Linked DNA regions of Sus scrofa: region 1 is linked to region 2. Evidence: chromatin contacts called from public HiChIP or PLAC-seq data. All regions are on one chromosome and are shown on one strand. Each heading gives the region's core, a stretch centred on a gene start, on an enhancer-like site or on the middle of the called end of the contact. The rest is flanking DNA. Distances are from core to core; before and after follow the strand shown. Region 1 holds the start of ADAMTS12 (A disintegrin and metalloproteinase with thrombospondin motifs 12). Region 2 overlaps ADAMTS12 (A disintegrin and metalloproteinase with thrombospondin motifs 12).

Evidence for each region. HiChIP or PLAC-seq counts read pairs in DNA pulled down with a chosen protein or histone mark.
Region 1: an H3K27ac HiChIP or PLAC-seq map of skeletal muscle shows a contact between it and region 2. The contact joins the promoter of ADAMTS12 here to the enhancer-like site in region 2. A contact is called at or near these places in 3 of 5 promoter capture datasets (fetal liver, fetal skeletal muscle and liver), 5 of 47 Hi-C or Micro-C datasets (embryonic fibroblasts, heart right ventricle, mesenteric adipose tissue and 2 more) and 1 of 2 datasets of contacts at active chromatin or transcription factors (skeletal muscle).

Annotation. Positions count from the first base shown.
Region 1 is chr16:19,918,816-19,923,799 of Sscrofa11.1, reverse strand. ADAMTS12 (A disintegrin and metalloproteinase with thrombospondin motifs 12) reads left to right here and starts at 3,020. Exons shown (of 25, transcript XM_021076980.1): 1 at 3,020-3,739. The coding sequence starts at 3,613.
Region 2 is chr16:19,757,637-19,762,250 of Sscrofa11.1, reverse strand. The region is part of intron 3 of ADAMTS12 (A disintegrin and metalloproteinase with thrombospondin motifs 12); the gene reads left to right. Among named protein-coding and RNA genes, the nearest start is that of ADAMTS12, 160 kb to the left of the region's middle. Within about 2 kb of position 2,475, at least 13 of the 83 cell types and tissues checked have an H3K27ac peak or open chromatin away from gene starts, as enhancers often do. A contact at or near this core is called in mesenteric adipose tissue, skeletal muscle and subcutaneous adipose tissue, where this site is marked.

The sequences.
Region 1 (4,984 bases), core at 1,771-4,270, 160 kb before region 2:
TCTTTTCTCATCTACAAGCCAAGGATAATAATAGTACCTATCTAATAAGTTTTTGTAATTAAAGTAATAACTACAGTGTTGGCACAAAGTCTAGTAAATAGTCAGTGTGTGATAAATGTTTGCTGTCCCTACCTATTATTCAATGCTTGGATTTTACATGTGTTTGTAGTCTCACTTCAATGGGAGCGTAGCTGCATTAGCCAGGAGATATTCTGGAGACTGCGCAGTGCTTCATAGCTCTGCTTTCCACAATGGACACATCAGGAAAGGTATTTTTGTGACTTTGTTGTTGCTTTTTTGTTGTTGCAACCGACCTTGGTCACCAAGAGGATTTGTTTCATTTTCCCATTGAGCAGAGGACCAGCGAGGAGGATTAACTTTTTCCTTTACCATGAAGTAGAGGCTCAGGCTTTGGAGAAATTTTGTGAATTCTGTAAAGAGTATGAGAAACTCAGTCTTGGCATAGAGCAGGATGTATATTTGTGTTAAATCATGTTGAAAACTTGCTGAAGTTGGAGACGTGAATTAGTAGTTGCTCAGTAGGTGCAACTATGTGAGTCTCTTCAATAGCATTTGGGAAAAAAAAGCAGAGAAAGTCAGGAGTTGGGGTATAACAAGGTTAGAGTTTGATGAGGAAGGTGAGAGGTTGAAGACACTGGTCAGAGACAATTTAAAGAGATAGATCGGAGTTCCCGTCGTGGCGCAGTGGTTAACGAATCCAACTAGGAACCATGAGGTTGCGGGTTTGATCCCTGGCCTTGCTCAGTGGGTTAAGGATCCAGCGTTGCCGTGAGCTGTGGTGTAGGTTGCAGGTGTGGCTTGGATCCAGCGTTGCTGTGGCTCTGGCGTAGGCTGGTGGCTGCAGCTCCGATTCGACTCCTAGCCTGGGAGTCTCCATATGCTGCGGGAGTGGCCCAAGAAATGCCAAAAAGACAAAAAATAAATAAATAAAGAGATAGATCATAGGGATATGATTGGGCAGAAAGGGAGGTAAAGCCAAAGAGGTGCTTATAGATTACGGGACAATGAAGGATGAAGAGATCAAAAGATGGGGAGTCCTTACTAGGCTGATAAGGTAGGCGGAACATGAAGTTTTGGGGAGATTTTATAATTTTAATATTTCAGTCTTAGGTGCCTTCTGGATGACAGACATTCCTGGTTGTGGTCCTGAGAGTAGGTGGAAGAGCGAGGGTAAGGGGAATGCCCATTTATTGAAGAGAATGAGAAGCCGTGAGGCCAGAGAATTCTGTGGATCCCCCCCTGATATTGTTGGGACTTGGTAGTTCCCAGAGTTCTTTCGGTTCCTGCCTGAGAGACATAGCTTTTCTCCAGGGACTGGAAGCCAGATGTAATCTCGCTCTTCAGGTGAAACCCTGCTTGCTGTTAAAAGGAGAAGAAGAAGCAGAAAGAGGAAGAAGAGAAAGAGGAGAAGGCAAACAGGAGAGGAAGGGGAAGATGAACAAAGGGAAAGAGACACAGTTAGCTCAAAGTGGTTTTTGTTTTTGTTTTTTTTTTTTTTTTGTCTTTTGTCTTTTTGGGCCACACCTGAGGCACGTGGAGGTTCCCAGGCTAGGGGTCGGATCAGAGCCACAGCCGCCGTCCTACACCACAGTTCACGGCAATGCCTGATCCTTTACGCTCTGATCGAGGCCATGGATTCCACCTGCAACCTCATGGTTCCTAGTCAGATTAATTCTCACTGCACCATGATGGGATCTCCTCAAAGTGTTTCTTTAATGCCCTTGCAATTGTCTTTCCGTTGGGCCTTCATGCCATTTCACTAGATATGCCTGTCTTACCTGACTCTCCTTTGGACTTAAGTTGTGCTCTTCTTACCTGATGTTTATGCAACAGGAAAAGATGCTCATAGCCCTTCTTTGACTGGCCTATGATAGCATAACAGAACATGTTACATGGCAATATTATATGGCAAGGGGGATAAAGGCTGTAGATGGAATTAACGTTGCTAATCAGCTGATCAGAAGAGAAAGAGATTAACCTGGATGATCTAGATGGGTCCAATGTCATCACAAGGGTCCTTATAAATAGGGAAGTGAGAAAAAAGAGAGAGTGTCAGGCTGATGCAACTTAAAGAGACTCAGCTGGCTGTTACTGGCTTTGAAAATGGGGGAAGAGGGCCATGAGCCAAGGGAAGTGGGCAGCCTCTAGAAGCTGGAAAAGGCAAGCAAATAGGCTCTAGAAAGGAATGCAGCTGTGCTAACACCTAGGTTTTAGCCCAATGAGACCCATCGCAGACTTCTGACCTCCAGAACTGTAATATACTAAACCTGTGTTGTTTTAAGCCATCAGATTTGTGGGAATTTGTGATGGCAATAACAGGAATCTTATACCTACCCCTTGAAATGTCATGGTGTGTATATATCCAGTCTGAAGTTCTTCAAACTGCCTGCCCCAGGCCTGTGAGCACCATCTTGCACTTGGGTCACTGCTTGGACTTGGCTTCCCTGGCCCTGAGCAAGGTTGGATGAACTGGCATCTTCAGTCTCTTGCTGAACACATCCGGGCGGCTGGAAGCCATGGAGAACCAGTGTGGGGCCAGATTCCTCCTGAGTGGAATAAGTTAGCTGGTTTCAGCCCAGAGGTGCAAAATCTTGGCGGGATCATCCCAGGAATCTCTCTGGATGCCTGGCAAGCCCCCTGGTTTGGGGCATTCTCTCAGCGATGTAAAGCTTGAGCCTCTGAATGGTTTCCGCTTCCATGGGCAGCTTGTGCCAGGAAAGTGGAGAGCTACCATCTCCGGCTGACTTACTTCCTTTTCTCTCCTGGTTACCCTTCGGGCTTAGTGAAGTGCCAGGGAGACCACAGACTTAAAGCGGCTCCTGGTCACTGGGTCCCCTCACCTCGTGGTGCAGATGAAGGGACTTGTGCAGGGTCGACCTAGTAGATTAGCCCAGACCATCTGTCTCTACTTGGGAAAGAGAAACACTGCCTGTTAACTTTTTTCAAACGGAAGCCGGCCCTGGAAACGAATCGCAGAGAAGTCGAACCAGCTGAGTCTTGGTGGAGCAATGGTGGGAAAAGTTGGGGAACTGGGAGGAGAAAGGCCAGGAAGGGGGCAGCATTGAGCTGAGGAGGTCAGGGAGTGGGGTCCCCCGCGGTCCCATCTCTGCGCTCAGCATTTTCCGCCGGTATCAGGAGTTGGCCTGGGGGCCTCTCACTCGGAGGCCCGCCCAGGGCGACTCTCCCCGGGGCTCCCCTATTTGGCCGGCCGGCTTGGCTCTGGGCGGGGCCGGCGGAGCGGAGGAGGGGGTGGGAGTCCCGGAGGAAGATGCGCGGGGCCGGCTGCGAGGCCAGGCGCCCAAGGCAGAGGGGTGGGATCCAGAGTGGGCTGCGCCCTCCCGCACCCGGCGGAAAGCAGACGTTGTCAGCTGAATCACTCCCCTTTCAGGAGGAGGGAGGGAACAGAAAGGTAACGAGCCCCTTTCTGCTTAAAAAAAAGCCAAGGGAGGGCGTGGGCAGCCTTGCAGTCTCTCCCTTCGCACTCCTGGACCATGCACCCCGGCATCTTCCTGCCCGGCCACAGGCGAGGACTTGATTTCTTGAGCTGAGAGCTAAAACTTGTTGACGTTTCTTCTCCCCAACAACTGAATCATGCCATGTGTCCAGAGGAGCTGGCTTGCAAAGCTCTTCGTTATGGCTCAGCTCCTGAACTTGGGGGTCCTTTGCTCTGAGCGACCACCGCAGCCGGGCCCGCTGCGCTTCCCGGACAGGAAGCAAGGTTAGTGGCTTTTCCAGATTTGCTCTAAAAACCGCAGTGGTAAGACGCCTGAAAAGTTGGTTGCTCCCCTTTCCCTTCCCCCACTTGGCTGCACTCCGAAAGGCCGTTTGGCTGAGTTGCGAGGAAATTTGGGCTGGGAGTTGGGTAAAGCGGGGGCTTCTCGGAATTCAGTGCTTAAAGGGTTGATTCCTTACCTCTTCCTGAAAGGCAAGGATCCTGATCTTTTTACACTAAGGATGCTGCAGAGAAGGCTCTAGAGGTAGCTAGTAGCCACCCCCCCAGCCCGCCTCCCCGCTTTGTCTCCTCTGAATGCTGCACTGTTTCCGCCCCTATTTTTCAGATTGTGAACGCATGAAATTTTTTTTTCTTTTTTTTTTTTTTGTTTTTTAATTTGCAACCGGCCACTGGCAGTTATTGCCATGTTTCTAGTTAGTTTGAAACTGCTGGCAGAGGGGAGGGGAAATGTGATTCCGCCCCCCTGCTGAGTGAGCTTGGCTGTGTTTTGGTTTCCTGGAAAGATTTAGGGCTGTGTTGTAAAAATAACAGTTCTTTTGGAGAAAATTCCCTTCCGAAGGGGCTCACCTTTCTCTGTTCTGCTGCTTCTCTTTCTGAATTTCATAAAACTTGTAATGCTGTAGAAAGCAGGGGAGGAGTTGGGATGGACCATTTGTTTTATTATTATTACTGTTATTATTAGGTATCTTTTAAAACCCAACACCCTGAGCAGAATGATACTGTTGCCTTTGCTTTTTTATTGGACTTGCAAGGGTCAGACACTTTCCTGTTTGTTGGGGAATTCATTGGGCTTCTGGGAAAATACCGTCATGGCAGCAGACATGGCCCGCGTGGCTAAGGCACTCATGTGCTATCGTCTTGACCACTGTCAACAGCCTCCTGGGGTTCAGGGACCATTGTTGCTATCTCTGCTTTACACCTGAAGAACCCAAAGCTTGGGGAGTTTGTGGGCTTAGTTATGGTGGAGTGAGGTTTTAAACCCAGGTAGCCTGAGTCCAGAGGCTGCCTTCTTACCATCCAGCAGCATTGTCCTAGAGCGACAATCGGGACAACACACACACACACACACACACACACACACACACACACACACACAGCACGAGGTTAGCATCCATTAAATCCTGTGCCTGCTGACCACGCTCAAGTTTTGGGAAGCTTCCACAGCTTCCTGACCCCAAGACCACTTGGGTGGCAGGCATCTCCCGCCTGACGTTGTGGAGGATTTCTGCC
Region 2 (4,614 bases), core at 1,226-3,725:
GGACAAAAGTGGTTGCTCAAAAAAAAAAAAAAATTGGAAGCCCATGAGCACAAAAATTCAGAACATGGATAACTCCTGATTAACATGCGAAAATGAGTGCCAGATTTTCCACTTTGGGGTTATCTAAAATATGCACTGAGTGATATGCTTTCAAAGCAGATTACCTTAATTTGGATGTTTTTATTATCACCATTACTGTTTCTTAAAAAACCTGCAAGAAATCCTCTATTCCCCCCCAAACAACAGTACTAAACAGAGGAATTTTTCATGTTATCTGGCCTTGGAAAAAGTAAACAAATGATCAGTTTCTAGCACCAACATGGTGCATTTCGAGTCCACCGTGACTAGGGTGCCCCTGGGTGCCCGAGGTTTAGGATCAGCGGCTGAACAGGATTTCTGTCCTTAGCGACATTGCTACCACCATCACTGCCAGCGTGTGGCCTGCGCTGGACACCTGCTGGCCTCTCAGCCACTGGAAGCTAAGGTGCACTCTCCTGACGAGGACATCAGGCAGCTGCGACCTTCAGAAGATCAAGGGAGCAGGTGTGGGGTGGGGCCTGGAGGGACCAAGACCAGGAATTAGTGTCGGGTCTAGACCACAGGCCACATTTGACCTGGAAGCTAAGAATAGATTTTACATTTTTAAATGGTTACATATAAAATGATACTTATATGCTATCCTTGATTTTGCCCCTTGATTCTCAAAGCCTGGAACATTGCTTACTGGCCTTTTCATGAAAAAGTTTGCTAGCTCCTTGTCCAGGCCACTGGTTCTTAAGTGTGGTCCCTGGACCACTATCAGCATCATCTGGGAACTGGCTGGAAGTTCAGATCCTCAGGCCTCACCCCAGATTTACTGAATTAGAAACTCTGAGGGTAGGACCTAGCATCTGTGTTTTAACTGGTCCTTGGATGACTGTGATGCAGGCTAAAGCTTTGGGAACCACTGGGAGAGACTGTTAGTGCCTTCATTCATGAGTTCATCGATTTATTCCTTAAAAAAGAGGACCTGGGGCAAATTACTCCAGCTCGGTGTGCCTGGGTTTCCTTCATCAGGACGGGTTGTTGTAAGGATTAAAAGAGCTAAGCATGCACAATATATTAAAGTAAATGCTCGATGTATGTTCTTTCAAATGTATTATTATTATTTTTTTTGTCTTTTTTTTGGGGGGCCATGCCCGTGGTATATGGAGGTTCCCAGGCTAGGGGTCTAATTGGAGCTGTAGCCACTGGCCTACAGCACAGCCACAACAACTCGGGATCCGATCCATGGCTGCGACCTACACCACAGCTCACGGCAACGCCAGATCCTTAACCCACTGAGCGAGGCCAGGGATCAAACCCGCAACCTCATGGTTCCTAGTAAGATTCGTTAACCACTGAGCCACAATGGGAACACCTCAAATTTATTATTATTAAAGAAAACATTTTATTAGGTCTTAGGACAGTTAAAAAACAAGAGAACCTACCAGAGACCTGAGATTATAGAACTCATCAAGGTCCCTAGTAGCAAGGCATGCCCTGGAGGAAAGCAGGTGCCAGTCTAGAAACTGGATGCTGAAGACTCCAGACCACGTCAGGCTGCCTGTAGGTCCTCCTCCAGCCAGGCTCTGGGCATGTCTCCAGCCCTGAGCAGATACTCCAGCTGCTCTTTTGTCCAAGGATGTGCCCTCTCAGCCTTCTTCCATTTTTGGCACAAGCGCCCTTCCCATCGGGCCTCTGGGGGTTCCCATTCTCTGGAGCAGGGTCCCACTTCCTCACCCACCCCGTACATAAGCATGGATGCTTTCATCATGAATCACTATCAGGAAATTGGGCTCATAAAAATCACTCTCAGGGCATTAGTTTGTTGAAAGAAATTTTAAAAGCTGTACATGTTTTAGCAAAGTGAACTGAATGTGTGATATGTGTTAGCAGCTGGTGTTGTTATCATTTTTATAATTTGTGATTACTCAAAACCATATGGCGACAAAGTCTCGAGCTGGTTCAAGTCAAGAGAAACAGCAAGTTTTCTTGGTCAGCTGAGGTTTCCGGCTGATGTCGCTGCTTCTTCAAGGGCTTTGGATCTCTGTCCTCTGCTGTAATTCCTGAGCACTGATTTTGCAGGGCTGTGGCCTCCCCTCTGACCCAGAAGTACTTCCAGCAGCTCAGGCAGAGTCTGAGGGGGATCTCTCTTTGTCAGAGGAAGCAACTTTCACTCCAGAGCACCAAGAGTGACAGAGTGATGGCCACTTCACTTGAAAGAGAGAGGGGCATTGGTCTCCAGTTGCCAGGAGAGGAAAACGGGCTTCTTCACTGGCCCTGATGGTTTGAGCACTGCTTAGCTGTCCTCAGAGGCAGCCTGATGCTAAGAGTTGAGTGTGAGTGTGTGTATGTGTGTGTGTGTGTGTGTGTGTGTGTGCTGATGGTGACTAGAGAGTCCAAGCTCTGACATCACATGGCCGTGAATGTGAAATCTTGGCACTGAGCCGCTTTGTGATCTCAGACAAGTTTCTGAAGCTCTCTGAGCCTGGTTGTCTTCCTCTATAAAATGCACACAGCTAAGTGTCTGTGTGAGTTGGAGAGGATGAAGAGCGCAGTAAATATTAGCCTCTCTTACAGGGGCTGGTAGGAGCTGTGTCTCGCTGAGGAGTCTCCTTGGCTACACATGGAAGGATGGTTTATGCAATGGCATCAGTGGCGATTCTCAGGAAACTCCAGCTCACATAGGTCCTTGAGGCCAACCACAAAGCCAGCTGGAACTGCACAAAGCACGGCCATGCTGACACACATGTGCAGTGGAAGGACCCAGGGGTGCCACAGCCAGTTTCACTGGCTGAGACCAATCCATCCAAAGCTGATGGTCAGCTTCCCTCAGAACAGCTAATGATCAGTGTTTCAGTACCTCCTAGGGGCCAAGAGCAGTACTGACCGCTTGAGAGGGTCTCTTACTAAGTAAGACTCACAGCTACCTTATGCGTAGGCACCATTATCAGCCCCATTTTACAGACAAGGAAGCTGAGGCTCAGAGAGGTTAAGTGTTTGCCCAAACTCAACATTGTTAAAAGTGACCAAGGTCCGTTTGACTATAGAACTTGTTCGGGCCTGTCGACTCTTTCCTGTGATTACTTTGCTTGGAAAAAAATGTTCATGTGGCATTTTTAATCAGATGGAATTAAATTTTTTTTCTAATTTAAAAGAAATCATAAATATAAATTATTTTTCCCTGGGAAAATATAGACTAATAAAAATGAGGAAAATAAAAATTAGTCGTAATCATACAACCAAAAAATAACAACTACTTATAGATATTTTATTTATTTTCTATAATATGACATGGCAATATATTTTAATTTAATATTGGATAAAAATATAATGAAACACACAGTTGGAACATACAAAACCTTTCAAAACAATTGTAAGAATTGCTTAAAACTCCTATTAGATCAGATTTTCTTTACTGTCCTCTTAGTTTGGACAGATAGATCTTTTTCCAAAATATTGTTATAATAAAACTGTATGATTATTATTCTTGTACTGTACATTTTGTAATCATTTAAGAATATTACCTTAGGTTAGATTCCTATAAATGTATCACTAGAAATTATTTACAGTAGTCTCAAAAAACCAATTTAGGGAGTTCCTTTCGTGGCTTAGTGCTTAACAATCCCAACTAGGGTCCATGAGGATGAGGGTTTGATCCCTGGCCTTACTTGGTGGATTACGGATCTCACGTTGCTGTGAGCTGTGGTGTAGGTCACAGATGTGGCTTGGATCCCGTGGTTGTGGCCGCGGCTATAGCTGTGGTGTAGTCTGGCAGCTATAGCTCCCATTCAACCCCTAGCCTAGGAACTCCCATATGCTGTGGGTGTGGCCCTAAAAAAAAAGAAAGAAAAAAATGGCAATTTATATTCCTAAAATAACATATAAAAGTACCTACTTAAATTCTTATCAGCATTGAGTAAAGTATAGTTTTTAATCTTTTCTAATTTTATGTCCAAGATACGCTATCTCATGGGTACTCTATCATTTCTTTGAATATGAGTATGCACATTTGTAATTGAAGTTTTTGAGTCATTTAAAATTCTTCCTTAAGAACTATCTCTCCATGTTCTTTTGTTGTTTTCTCCTTTGGGTCATTAGCATTTTTCTTAATAATTCATAAAAGAGCTTCATATATAAATATGTAATAACTTTGTCCTATTTGTGAAAAAATACTTTTTCTGCTTTTTAAATTTTTAATATTTTTGATATCTAGATATTTTAGATTTTTGCTGGATTTTTTTCCCCCAGTTTTTTCCATTCCTTTTATGCTGCGTCCAGCGCTGCAGGGCAACAGGAGACCCTGGAAGAGGGATGGCGCAGGAGAACAAAACACAAGACTCTTATCTTTAGAAAGTGGGGGACCAGGAGGCACTCTGTTCACGGAACAAAGGCGCCTAGGCTTTAGCCCACAGGCCTTTTATTCAGGAAGGGGATGTATGTAGGGGAAGTGAGTAAAATCAGGCATAGCCAATGACAAAGCTCCCTCTTAGTGAATAACAAAGGAAACCATTAGCACTGGTGCCTACCTCTAGGGCATAGTGCAGTTGCTTATAGAATAGCATGGTTTATGCACAACTCCCTTATCTTGTC